Regions from separate parts of the Urocitellus parryii genome. Here region 1 is linked to region 2. Evidence: chromatin contacts called from public Hi-C data. All regions are on one chromosome and are shown on one strand. Each heading gives the region's core, a stretch centred on a gene start, on an enhancer-like site or on the middle of the called end of the contact. The rest is flanking DNA. Distances are from core to core; before and after follow the strand shown. Region 1 holds the start of Fancm (FA complementation group M). Region 2 holds the start of Klhl28 (kelch like family member 28).

Region 1 (6,520 bases), core at 1,291-3,790, 160 kb after region 2:
CATGACATTAGATTCACATTGGTATGATCTGTTTTATAAGAATTTAATGAAATACAATACTGAGGTATTGTTACAATATTTGTACTCATTTCTATTGTTTCAGTTGAAATATTACTCGCTTAAGAGAAAATAATTTCATTAAAATGGTATAAGATCCCTGACATAGGGTCTTTTCCACCGATTCCCAAAAGCAGGAAAATAATAACTTTAAAACATAGGTTTAAATACGTGAATGATCACTAGAGAAAATTCATTTAAATGACTCGTAGTTCAGCAATTATGAAGGTTATAAAGGATCTTCATTTCTGAAGGACAAAAAAAGTCAGGTCTGACAAAAATAACCAGAGACTACAATTGGGTGGTTATGATAGAAACTATGCTAAAAAAATTTAGGGCACACATCATAAAGAATACCAAAAAGATTTCTTAATCTGATTGTTTATAACTCTGGGAGACCACTGTGTACTCGTAACTTCGTTAATACAATGATGAAAATGGTTCAATATTTTTCTAAGAAGTTCAACCACAATCTACAGGCTTTTGAAAAATCACATGGATTAATGTTTGTTATTCAGTGAATTGGTGAGGAAAGCAAGGTGCACATACAGTTCCCACGTAAATTTCAAATTCCTCTCCATTTCCCTAGTAGCCAGCATTCCGCTCCAGGGTCTCACCCAATCCTATTCCCCGCCTCAGCCACCAACATCTCCGGGTTCCTTTTTTCTGGCCTCCACCCTCATTTAAGGATCCCAATGGAGTTTTAATTTAGCGATTGCAGCCTGCATGTCTCAGAAAATAAGGCCATTCCCCCGCGGAAGTAGGGCCGGCCCGTGGGGCGGGAGCGCACTGGGGCCGCTCCGACCTTCCGCGCCACGGGCCGCGGGAGGGCGAGGGCGGGGGCACAGAGGAATACGGAATGCATGGGCATCTCCAGGGGGGGTGAGGCGTCCCTCAGCTGAGCCAGCCCGGCCTCCCAGCCGCCTCTGGTACCGAGTCTGAACCGTGATCCTGTAGAAACTTGATAATGTCCTTCTTGGGAAGCTGCTCACTGCGCAGCTGCTCCACGGTCCACGCCCGCTGTGGAACTGCCGCCGCCATCTTCCCCCGCCGCCTCTGCTTTACTGAGCCAGCCCGCCTCACTTCTGCGCCGCCCCGCCCCTGGGGCGTGGCGTGGGCTCGCACGGAGCTTGACGGGGCGTGGTCACTGCGCTACCGGGTGGGATTGGTGCCTGTATTTGAGTGACGTCAAGGCCGTGCTATTGAGGGCTTCTTTGTTGAGTGGGTGTTAAAACCCTGCAAAAGTGGCCACGCCGGTCGGCTGCGCAGAAAACGTCCCGCAGTATTATATTCTCGTTTGGACCTCTTGTGGGGCGACCTCTGATGGTAGTGATGTTTACCAGCCACTATCCACACTATTAATTACTATGGCCTGCTATGCCTTAAAGGTCCAGTCTATAACCTGCTTAAAGAAAACAACATTCAGACTCCTAATCTCATTTTTAGCTAGTTACATCCTAATGATTCATCTCTGAATTGGCTCTGTCCTTGTCTATTAGAACAATCCATACCAAGCTAATTCCTTATTAAAGCTCACATAAACGAAACCTAAATACAAACCCCTTTCTTCCTAACGAAAAGCGAAAATTTTGTTCAGAAATTTGAATAAAATAAAGAAGCTGTACTTTAGGTTGCGACTTACTGATGATGGGTGGCATTATTAATGCTTATAGCAGCTACGTGGTGTATTTGTACTTTTCATCAATACAAGAGGGAACAAATTTTGTACATTAAGTCATTAGGTTTCAAGTAGAGAAGCCAGGAATTGCATCCAAGTCCAGGTAGGCTATAACTAACGGTAGAGTAATCGCACATCTAAATTCACTGCTCTAAATCTGTAGTAAAGATGAAATAGTGGAACTTCAGAATACCTTTTATTAATTTTCTAACGAATAACGGGACCAGCCTACATTCACTTTCCTTTGAATAGTAAATTGTTAGAATAATGGCTTGCCAATCCCAACACAGTGAAACGATCAGGCAGTTTTCTCAGTCTAGAGAGAGGAATAAGATATATCCTTAATTTTATCCACGCTATTTTGATTTTCACCACATCACCTGACTTAAGTGCTCAATAACGTTAACTTCACAAAATTATGAGCATTCCATTGTCTCCGGGATCTCAAGGTCATTTATTTTAATCATTGTAAACGGTATCACGTTCGCAATGACTCGCAGACACCTAATCGAGGGAAACGGAACTCAAATTCAGAGTCTGCTAAAACTGTGAAGGGGACTAAATTTAGAGCAACTCCTTAGCAATGCGCATGCGTCTCCAGGAGGTCATGGAGTATTTCCGGAAAGCAAGCCAATCGTACTCCCAACGCAAACTCAGCGGCGGCATTTTCAACTGGATGCCTAGCTGTGGTTCCGCCCTCTGGTTCCTTAGCTTTGTATGCAGGAAACTGATGGAGCTCGGAACTGAGCGGGTAAAACCGCTGTGGATCTCGGTTCCTGAAATAAGCTTTTGGTGGACTTCAGCCTCATGAGTGGACGGCAAAGAACGCTTTTCCAGACGTGGGGCTCAAGCGTTTCCCGATCGGTTGGGACTCCTAGTTGCAGCTCCGGAACTGAACGGCCTCAGGCCTGCTCAGAGGCTCATTTATCTGCCGCGGCTGCGTCTCAGCCGGAGTCGGACGATGATGTGTTACTAGTCGCAGTGTACGAGGCTGAGCGGCAGCTGAGTCTAGAGAATGGCGGGTTCTGCACCTCAGCGGGTGCCCTGTGGATCTACCCCACTAATTACCCTGTGCGGGACTACCAGCTGCGCATCTCCAGGACCGCTCTGTTCTGCAACACTTTGGTGTGTCTTCCTACCGGGCTGGGAAAGACCTTTATTGCCGCCGTGGTCATGTACAATTTCTACCGCTGGTTTCCTTCCGGCAAGGTTGTTTTTATGGCCCCCACGAAACCCTTGGTGACACAGCAGATCGAGGCTTGCTACCAGGTGATGGGTATCCCACAGTCCCACATGGCCGAAATGACAGGTATTTGAGAAAGGATGGGTTGATTTGAAAATAAGAGCTTTATTTCTAGGGATGAACATACGTTGTGGTGGAAATAGAGCTAAAGAAATTCCTGATGCATGTGGAATACTTACTAGATCCAAATATTCTCATCTTACATTCTTTCGGAATGTGGTAGGCCCAGCACTGATGAACAGGATTGTTTATTAAACCTTCAGAGAATCCCTGTGGTTTGTCAGTATTTTGAAGCATTCGTGTATTATATCCCTTGGGCATTCTTACTAAGAATGATTTCCCAATTGAAGAATTTGCTTCGCTTCTAACATTATGCCATTTTGCAGGAATTATAAGGACAGTCTATTTAAATGATGCTCTTTGACATTTGGGGCAAATTGGAGATTTAACATGTAGCATTTCAATGAGTTGTTACATTGTTCTCCACTTAAGCACATTCCTAAAGCATGATTACATTTTGAAGATAGGCTAGACTGTTTTTGTTTTAAAAATATCAGTCTGGGGCTGGGGATATAGCTCAGTTGGTAGAGTGCTTGCCTAGCATGCACAAGGCCCTGGGTTCAATCCCTAGCACCACAAAAACAAACAAACAAACAAACAAAAAAAAACAGTCTGGAGTTTAAAATATAGACTTTCACTTTATTTACAGGTTCCACTCAAGCTTTCACCAGGAAGGAAATATGGTGCAGTAAGAGAGTCCTTTTTCTTACACCTCAGATCATGGTAAATGACCTTACTAGAGGAGCTTGTCCTGCTGCTGATATAAAGTGTCTAGTTGTTGATGAAGCTCATAAGGCTCTTGGAAACTATGCTTATTGTCAGGTAATAATTTTGTAAAATAATATTTAGTAGTTTACCCATATTGTTAAGGAGTATTTTGGGGGATAGTTATTAGTAGTGGAACTTACTGATGGTACTCTAAAAGCCTTAGATTTATTTATGATCTCAACAAATGGTGATTGTAAATAATTTTCCTTCTCCACTCAAATACCTCTACTCTCATTTTTTTTTTTTTTTAAACATTAACAAGACCACTAGCGTGAGATGTGGATTTTGAGAGCCTGGTTATGGTTGGGGTAGTGATTTAACGTAGGAGATGGGTGATAAATTACATGCATGTATGATTATGTCAAAATGAACCCAACTTTTAGGCATAAAGTAACGCACTAGTTAAAAAGTAAATAGATAAAACATAAAGTAGAATCTTCATAGTGTTTGGAAACTAAGCTAATCCAAAGATTGGTAGTAGATTTGTGGGGCCATTCTTTGGCAACTGGATAGGATAATACTTAACATCATTTTTCTAAGGATTAAAAAACATAATGTATGCAGAATGCCTAACAGTGCCTTCCACTTGAGTACTATAGGGATATAAAGTATAAAGGTGGAAATGGTGGAATATGGTTGTAAAAGTTATTCATCTCTTTCACTAAATGGAATTAACCTTCTATTTACCTCTTTTATTGAGGAAACTTTACTTCTTCTATTCTGCTTAAGGACCACATTGTGAAGGCATTTGATAGTTTGAAAGCACTTAATAGGCCACTGGGGATATAAATGGTAGATACTCATTAAAAAATGTTTAGCTGAGGTGATATAATTTGTGAGATTGGAGGGGTGAAGGCTAAAGGCAGAGTATCTGATGTGAGATAGGAGGAAAGTAGGATAATTCCCCGGTTTCTGACTTGGAGAACTGAATATGTGAAAGTTCTGGAGGCAGAGCAGATTTAGGTGAGCATGGAAAGCTCTTGAGTGCCATCTTAAATGCATTGAGTTTGGAGGTGTCTCAGAAAAATCCATGTATAAGATATTCATTAGACACTAGGTGATAATATGGATCTCAGTGGAGAGTTTTGAGCTAGAAGTATTTGGGAATTATCAGCATCTAGGTAGTAACTAAACTTTTTGTAATAGCTGCCAATATTAGGAAGAGGGTCTAGAGTAAGAATAACAAAGGGAAAAATTAGAGAAAGTTAACGTCATTTAATGTGAAAACATGATTTCACCTGCTATTTTATGAATTTGTAGTTTCCTTGCAGACTTTGTTATTGTACTCTATTTCTAATATCCTGAGGAAAACCCTCATCTTTCTTATATTTGATCTTTTAAAATATATCCAGGAGGGCTGGGGATGTGGCTCAAGCGGTAGCAAGCGCGTGCGGCCCGGGTTCGATCCTCAGCACCACATACCAACAAAGATGTTGTGTCCGCCGAGAACTAGAAAATAAATATTAAAATTTCTCTCTCTCTCTCTCTCTCTCTCTCTCTCTCTCTCTCCCTCCCTCTCTCTCCTCTCTCACTCTCTCTTTAAACAAACAAAAAGAAATATATCCAGGAAATGTATATGTCTTTTCAATTATGTATTGAGATTTCCACTTTATAGGGATATTTTAAAAAATTGTTATAATTATATGGGATTAATTTTGTAAGTTATATTTAACTTATTTATTTTCAAAAAATTTCTAGGCATTAGGTTTTTTTTCAAACTGCCAGCTTTATGATTTTATTGCATACAATCAAACATGGATTTGAATTTGTTAATAACCAAATAGTCCTGAGTTTATGCTACGCAAAGATTCCAGAGTTAATTTGCAATAGGCGCAACAGCTCCATGAAGCATGTAGCTTCCTATGTTAAGAAAACACAGCACCATTTCCTCTTTTCCAAGATGACTTAAGAATCCCTCTTGATAAGAAGCAATGTATTTGGCCTATTTTTCATGTGTAACAATTTTGGAAAGTCTGTTGGTACATGTGGCATATAACAATAAAACTATTTCATTCTGAACTGCCAGAACTGGTTTATAATCTGAAAGAACATTTTGAATTCTGGCTATCATAGAAAAGGATTTTTAAAAGACACTAATCCAACAAGTGATCTGTTTAGATCATCTTTCTTGTTGCATTTTTTATCCTTCAGTGATATCTGAGGACATCACTTATAACTTATCACTTCTGGCACCAAGGATATTTGTGTTCCAACAGTTTTTTTTTGGGGGGGGGGTCATGCTGGTGATTGAACCTAGGAGGCCTTACATATGCTAAACAAGTGCTCTGCTACTAAACTACATCAGTTCTTAATTAGAATATTTCTACTTAGGTCTCTGTTGAGTATAATGTTATTTCTTCATATGTAATCTGGGTTATGTTAAAAATTTCATAAATAATATTACTGAGTCTTAATCAGGATTCAGAATGAGTCTCATTAAACCTAAATCATTTGCTTTTCAGATAATAGACAAGTGGTAGTTCCACTCTGAACTATCACTGCCATTGGAATAATGATAATAGACTAGATAGAACAACTTTATTTAGCAGAACTACTATTATTTTTGCATTGGACTGATGAAATTAAAGAATTTTTTTTTTTTTTTTTTTTAGGTTGTAAGAGAACTGGTCAAGTACACAAATCACTTTAGAATCTTGGCTCTTAGTGCCACACCAGGTAGTGATATGAAGGTAAGTAAAATGTTTTTCCATTTA
Region 2 (6,539 bases), core at 1,798-4,297:
TGACCAATATAACTCCACCTCATGTTTAACAATAAGAATAGGATCTTTTATTATTATTATTATTATTATTATTATTATTATTATTTAGGTATAAATGGACACAACACAATGCCTCTATTTTTATGTGGAACCCGGGTCCCGCCCATGCTAGGTGAGCACTCTACCACTAAGCCACAATCCTAGCCCCAGAATGGGATCTTAATTAGAATAAGTTATAGTCAATATATGTGTAACGTGTCAAAATACATTCTACTATCATGTTTATCTAAAAATAACAAATTCTAAAAACGAAAAAAAAGAAAGGGTCATATGTTCTCTCACATGCAGAAGCTCAAAAGAAAAAAAAAATTTTTTAAGCGACCTCATAAAACTAGAGGGGAGACCAGTAGGGTTGAGGAAGCGGGAGAGAGAAAGGGAAGGCACTGGGTTATGAAACTGATCAAGTAATGTTATGTGCATGTATATATATATCACAATGAATCCCACTATTATGTATAATGATATACCAACAAAAATGGATTTAAAAAAAATATCCTTTGTATCTGTAATAGATATAAATAGAACATAACTTAAATGGATAAGATTCATATTCCACAAGATAATCATAAGAGATAATCAGTAAGAGACATGATGATGAAATCTCACTTCCTAAATATACACTATAGAGACTAATGCATCTTCCAAGTCTTCATCAAGGAGACAAAATGTAACAGATATAAAATAAACTGTAATTTGTAACATAATGATCTACAAAGGCCTGAGAAGAAGAATAATCAAAAGACTATTTGGTTTGTTCCCAAGAACAGGACATGACAACTGCTTGACTTAAATTTAAGTGTCCAAAACCTCTAAAAAGTATTCTTTATTGAGGGAAGGGGTACTTTTTTAGGGGAGTGGGTACTGGGGATTGAACCCAAGAGCACTTTATAACTAAGCTCTTAATTTTTTATGTTGAGACAGGATCTCACTAAGTTACTAAAGCTGGCTTTGAACCTATGATCCTCCTCCCTCAGCTTCCCAATATGCTGGGATTACAGGTATAGGCCACCACACCTAGCAGGAAGAAATAATTCTTTTTATTTATTTATTTATTTATTTATTTTTTAGTTGTCAATGAACCTTCATTTTATTTATTTATATGCAGTGGTGATACTCAAACTCGGTGTCTCACACAGGCTAGGCAAGTGCTCTGCCACTGAGCCACAACCCTGGCCCCAAGAAGGAATAATTCTTAAGCTTCTACCATAACTGATTATGAAATATCATTCAAGAGCTTCCAATTTCTTTTTCTATGATTTGGTGATTATCATGAAATCTCTAGTTATTAACCTGGCTTCCCAAAATCTTGGATATAGCAGAATGCACTGGATTATCAACCCGAAAATTCTTATCAGTGGAAAGGATTATTTTCTATTCCAACTGGCATTCTATTGTGTACATTCTAACTTGTACATCATTCTCCTTTCCCTTCATTTGGACTAGCTTCCTGAAGGCTGAGCATACAAGAATAAAAAGATGCATTTGAGTTTCTTAGATTAGAAACATGAAAACCAGACATTTTCATTGACAACTGCTACAATCCTATCTTGATTTTCACTCCTATGCCCTAACTCTGTGCCTAAAAAAGAAAAAGGGCAGAAGAATTCTTTTGGTTAACTGAAATATGCTAGCCAAACCAAATCTAGGCAGATTCATTTGTATATCAAAATGACTAAGGAAGTAACCACTTTGAATTTAAACCAAAACATAGGATACATATTTATGTAGCCTCCTTTTCCCAAAGGAAAAAAAAAACTATGATATGCAAATTGTGCTATAAGGCAAAATTCAGAAATAATTTCTGAACTTGCATCAGCCAGAAACATTACAACATGGTTTAGCATATATGCTAAATTATTCTAGGATTTTAAAAATTATTTGGGATATCCCATCCGATACAGAACAAGGCAGCAATACTTTAAAGTGTATAAATTTCGGACTTCAAATTATAACTGAGTTTTTTCATTAGGTTATTCAAAAGTAATTGTATTATTTCTTTAAAAATTTCTCTCTCTAGGCTGGGGCTGTAGCTCAGTGGCAGAGCACTTGCCTAGTATGTGTGAGGCACTGGGTTCAATCCTCAGCATCACATAAAAAATTAAATAAAATAAAACATCGCTCTTCCACACTCTGAAACATTCAGCCTCATACCAAGACATTCCAGCTCTTCAATCTACTTAAGTTTCATTTCCAAGGGCAAAATGCATATCAAATTCTCAGTTCGCCTAAAACAAAGAAATATCTACCAACCCTAAATCCACAGGGAAGAATTCTCTTAGGACCGTGATGACAAGAACTTCCATCGCTACTGAAATTGTCTTTGCAATCTCTGTCTCTAGGAGACTGAAAGGCTGCAGAGACGCTTGAAGATCCTGCTGGGAGTTCGGCTGGAGGAGGGAGGAGGCGGGGAAAAGGGTGAGTCCCACAGAAGAACTGCATCAGAAGACAAGACTTTGAGAACGTCTAGAGGGAGGAGGTTAGTTATAGGGGAAACATTTATCTCCAGATTATGCGCGTTTCAAAGAGAACTTAAAAGTGATGGGGGTAAGAAAAAGTGACAGAAAACAATTGACCTTCCCCAGCCAGAGGGTTATGGGAAGTACCAAAAGGGGACCTGGGAGAAAAGCGTGGTGAATAAGGTCCCCAAAGATCGGGAATTGGAAAATAAAATTAACCCGTCTATGAGCTTGGCTTTGGTCGGGATCTCCTGTACGAATAAACGGATAGGAGGAGGAAAGGATCACACTATTCAGGGTTGTAGGGAGTAACGCGTTTATAACGGTAACGAGCCCTGCAGAAGAAGATGTCGCCTTTCCCTGCCTGCTCCCGTCCACTCCTTTACTTCTATCTCCAGTGCCACTTGGGCAAAACTTTGCCAAATATTGCATCGCTGGAGGACAGCAAAGGGAAAATACCTGAGTCCCAGGAATCACACCTGCAGCCACAGGAGGTGGAGCCGTGGACAATTGAAGCCGGGACAAGATCCTCACTCGCTCTGGTCAAGCCTCAACTCTCACGGGTGGGGCGGGGAACTTCCGCCCGGAGCAAGGACAACGTCACTTCCGCCTAACACCTTTTTTTTTTTTTTTTTTTTCCCCCCCCACCCCCAGTACCCGCCCTCCTCTCCGCCCTAGTTACGTTCCAACGTTCTGACTTCCTCTTCCCGGACACTTCTGCCTTAACATCTGACGTGGACTTCATGACCCAGCATTCATCTCGGCGGATCGATTTCCGGGTCAAGAGGTCCGCTCTGAGTACATCACCATGGAAGCGATCGGTTTGGTCACGTGGTGCTCCTGGTTCCGCCCGGTGGCAGCTGTGGGGTCTGGGACTCTAGCGGGGGCCATTTTACCAAAAGGCTGCCTCCCGGAGTAGGAGGCGGCCTGGCAGCTGGCTCTAGGTGTTCCTTTTCCTCCTCTGCAGTTTGGGGCTTGGGAAGGAAGTGAAAGGCTGGGCTTCATCGAGCCCTTCGGAGACGGCAATGGTTCCCTTCAGCCTTCGCTACCTGACCACCCTCCATGGCGGCTGCGCCATCCTCGCTGCTTCTGGTGCCGCCCCTTTCAGCCGCTTATGCCTGTCGCCTCCAGAGCTGCGGTCGCCCTTCCGCCCCAGAGACTGATGATAATCGAGTTGGGGGCACCATGAGAGGAGAGAAAAATTACTACTGCCGCGGAGCTGCCGGGGACCACGGCTCCTGTCCCCCTACACCTTCACCTCTGGCCTCAACCCTCTTGTTGCCGGCAGAGGCAGTCTCAAGTAGTTGGTCTGGGCCTGGAGGTGGTTTCTCAGGGGGAGATGAAGAGGAGACTCGGCTCTTTCAGCTCTTGCGCACCGTCCCCGATCCTTCCGAGGCTTTCCAGGCTTTGCAGGCTGCTTTGCCACGGCGGGGCGGTCGACTTGGCTTCCCCAGACGTAAAGAAGCATTGTATCGGGCCCTGGGCCGAGTGCTTGTGGAAGGAGGTAGTGATGAGAAACGACTCTGCTTGCAACTTCTTTCCGATGTTCTCCGAGGTCAGGGGGAGGCAGGCCAGCTGGAAGAAGCTTTTAGTTTAGCACTTCTGCCTCAACTAGTTGTCTCCTTACGAGAAGAGAATCCAGCTCTGCGGAAAGATGCGCTGCAGATTCTGCACATATGTCTGAAACGTAGTTCTGGACAGGTGCTAAGAACGCTAATACATCAAGGTTTGGAAAGTACCAATAGCCGACTTAGAGCTTCTACTGCACTACTGCTCCCCATCTTACTTACTCCTGAGGATTTGTTGCTCGGCCTGGATCTCACTGAGGTAATAATATCTCTAGCCAGAAAGCTTGGTGATCAGGAGATAGAAGAAGAATCAGAGGTAGCTTTTTCTGCACTTCAACAAATTGGTGAGAGACTTGGCCAAGAGAGGTTTCAATCCTATATCTCTCATCTGCCATCTGCACTGAGGAGACACTACAATCGCCGCCTGGAGTCCCAGTTTGGAAGTCAAGTTCCTTATTATTTGGAACTTGAAGCCTCTGGATTTCCTGAGGATTCCGTCCCTTGTGCAGTGGCTCTTTGCAATAGCAATCTTAAATTTGGGATTATTCCTCAGGAGCTGCATTCAAGATTATTGGATCAGGAAGACTATAAGAACCGAACTCAGGCCGTTGAAGAACTAAAACAGGTGCTGGGAAAATTTAACCCTAGCTCTACCCCTCATTCTAGTCTTGTTGGTTTCATTAGCTTGTTGTATAATTTGTTAGACGATTCTAACTTCAAAGTGGTCCATAGCACACTTCAGGTCCTGCATTTACTAGTTATTCGTCTTGGAGACCAAGTCCAACAGTTCTTAGGACCAGTTATAGCAGCTTCTGTCAAAGTACTAGCAGACAACAAATTGGTGATCAAACAGGAATACATGAAAATCTTCCTCAAGCTAATGAAAGAAGTAGGTCCTCAACAGGTGCTTTGTTTACTCCTGGAACATCTTAAACATAAGCATTCCAGAGTAAGAGAGGAGGTGGTGAACATCTGCATCTGCTCCCTCTTGACTTATCCCAGTGAGGATTTTGACTTACCCAAATTGTCTTTTGATCTTGCCCCAGCTCTTGTAGATAGCAAACGCAGGGTTCGGCAAGCAGCTCTAGAAGCCTTTGCTGTGTTGGCATCATCAATGGGCTCAGGTAAAACCAGCATCCTTTTTAAAGCTGTAGATACTATTGAACTGCAAGATAATGGAGATGGACTGATGAATGCTGTGCAGGCCAGATTGGCTAGAAAAACCCTACCAAGGCTAACAGAACACGGATTTGTGGAATATGCAATGCTCATGCCATCTTCTGCTCAGGGTAGGTCAAACCATTTGGCACACGGAGCGGATACAGACTGGCTTTTGGCTGGTAACAGAACTCAGAGTGCACACTCTCTCTGTGGTGATCACACAAGGGATAGCATGCAAATGTATGGATCTTACAGTCCAACTGTCTGTACCCGGAGGGTATTAAGTGCAGGAAAAGGAAAAAATAAATTACCGTGGGAAAATGAGCAGCCTGGGGTTCTTGGAGAAAACCAGACCTCCAATTCCAAGGATATAGAGCAGGTATGCTTGTCTAATTTCCTTGATTTGAACTGAAATTAAAATGAAAATATGCTTGTGATGACTTAAGAATAAGACTACATGAACCTTGTTACACTGCTTTAATTTAAATGCTAATGTGAGTATTCATTATAATGGTACGAGTCAAGTATAAGACCACTTAATAGGCTTCCCACTTTATTTATTGATTGATTGATTAAATTTGAGGCCCAGTGTGATGTGGACAACACCTGATTGCAATTTTGAATTATTACTTTGGTATGCCAGTTATGGATTCATACAATAAACACAAAATACCTAGCAGGTACCAGATAAGGAACTAAGTTCTGGAAATGAAAATGAAACCAGTTCCACACAGTTTTGGGAAAAGGTCAGTTAACAAAATTTCTTAAGTACTAGATTTAGTATATAAAGAGTCCTGTGGGGATTTCTGAATTACTGAAGATAGAAAAAACTAATAATAATTGTACTAGAATTAAAAGTTAAAAAAGTAAATTAAGCATAAAAAGCTGTAGAGAAGATAGTGACATTTGAACTGAGATTCCCCCCAAAACTTTTATTTAAAAAATTCCAAGTCTATAGCTAAGAGTATGAGGATCCAATATTTACCAGTTGTTAACATCTTGCCATATTTGCTAAACCATTTGAAAGTTGCATACATTTTGACATTTTGGTCCTAAATGTCTCCAAAAATATCTACTAAGAATAACATTGTCCTAATAACCATAATATTAATATTTTGCCTTAGAATATTAATTGCAATTCAGTAACATCTAATAGTCTGCATTTACATTTCTCCATTTGTCCCCAAGGTGTGTTTTGTATTTTTTGTTTTACTTTTGTCATCCAGGATCCAGTCATGGTTCATGTGGCCAATATGTCTTCTTTATCTAGCATTCTGTCTTACATATTTGTGTTTCTTTGTTTTTTTCATGACAT

The links. A called contact is a pair of places that touch in the nucleus more often than the background predicts.
Region 1: a contact with region 2 is called in a Hi-C map of muscle, with 4 times the contacts expected there. The contact joins the promoter of Fancm here to the promoter of Klhl28 in region 2. A contact is called at or near these places in 2 of 2 Hi-C or Micro-C datasets (liver and muscle).

What each region holds. Positions count from the first base shown.
Region 1 is chr6:56,074,525-56,081,044 of mUroPar1.hap1, forward strand. Fancm (FA complementation group M) reads left to right here and starts at 2,541. Exons shown (of 22, transcript XM_077799429.1): 1 at 2,541-3,044; 2 at 3,688-3,860. The coding sequence starts at 2,543. Fkbp3 (FKBP prolyl isomerase 3) reads right to left here and starts at 1,136. Exons shown (of 6, transcript XM_026412655.2): 1 at 991-1,136. The coding sequence starts at 1,098.
Region 2 is chr6:55,914,361-55,920,899 of mUroPar1.hap1, forward strand. It overlaps Klhl28 (kelch like family member 28), which reads right to left and starts at 3,048. Exons shown (of 6, transcript XM_026412663.2): 1 at 2,955-3,048; 2 at 2,290-2,426. It overlaps Togaram1 (TOG array regulator of axonemal microtubules 1), which reads left to right and starts at 3,350. Exons shown (of 20, transcript XM_026412660.2): 1 at 3,350-5,603. The coding sequence starts at 3,558.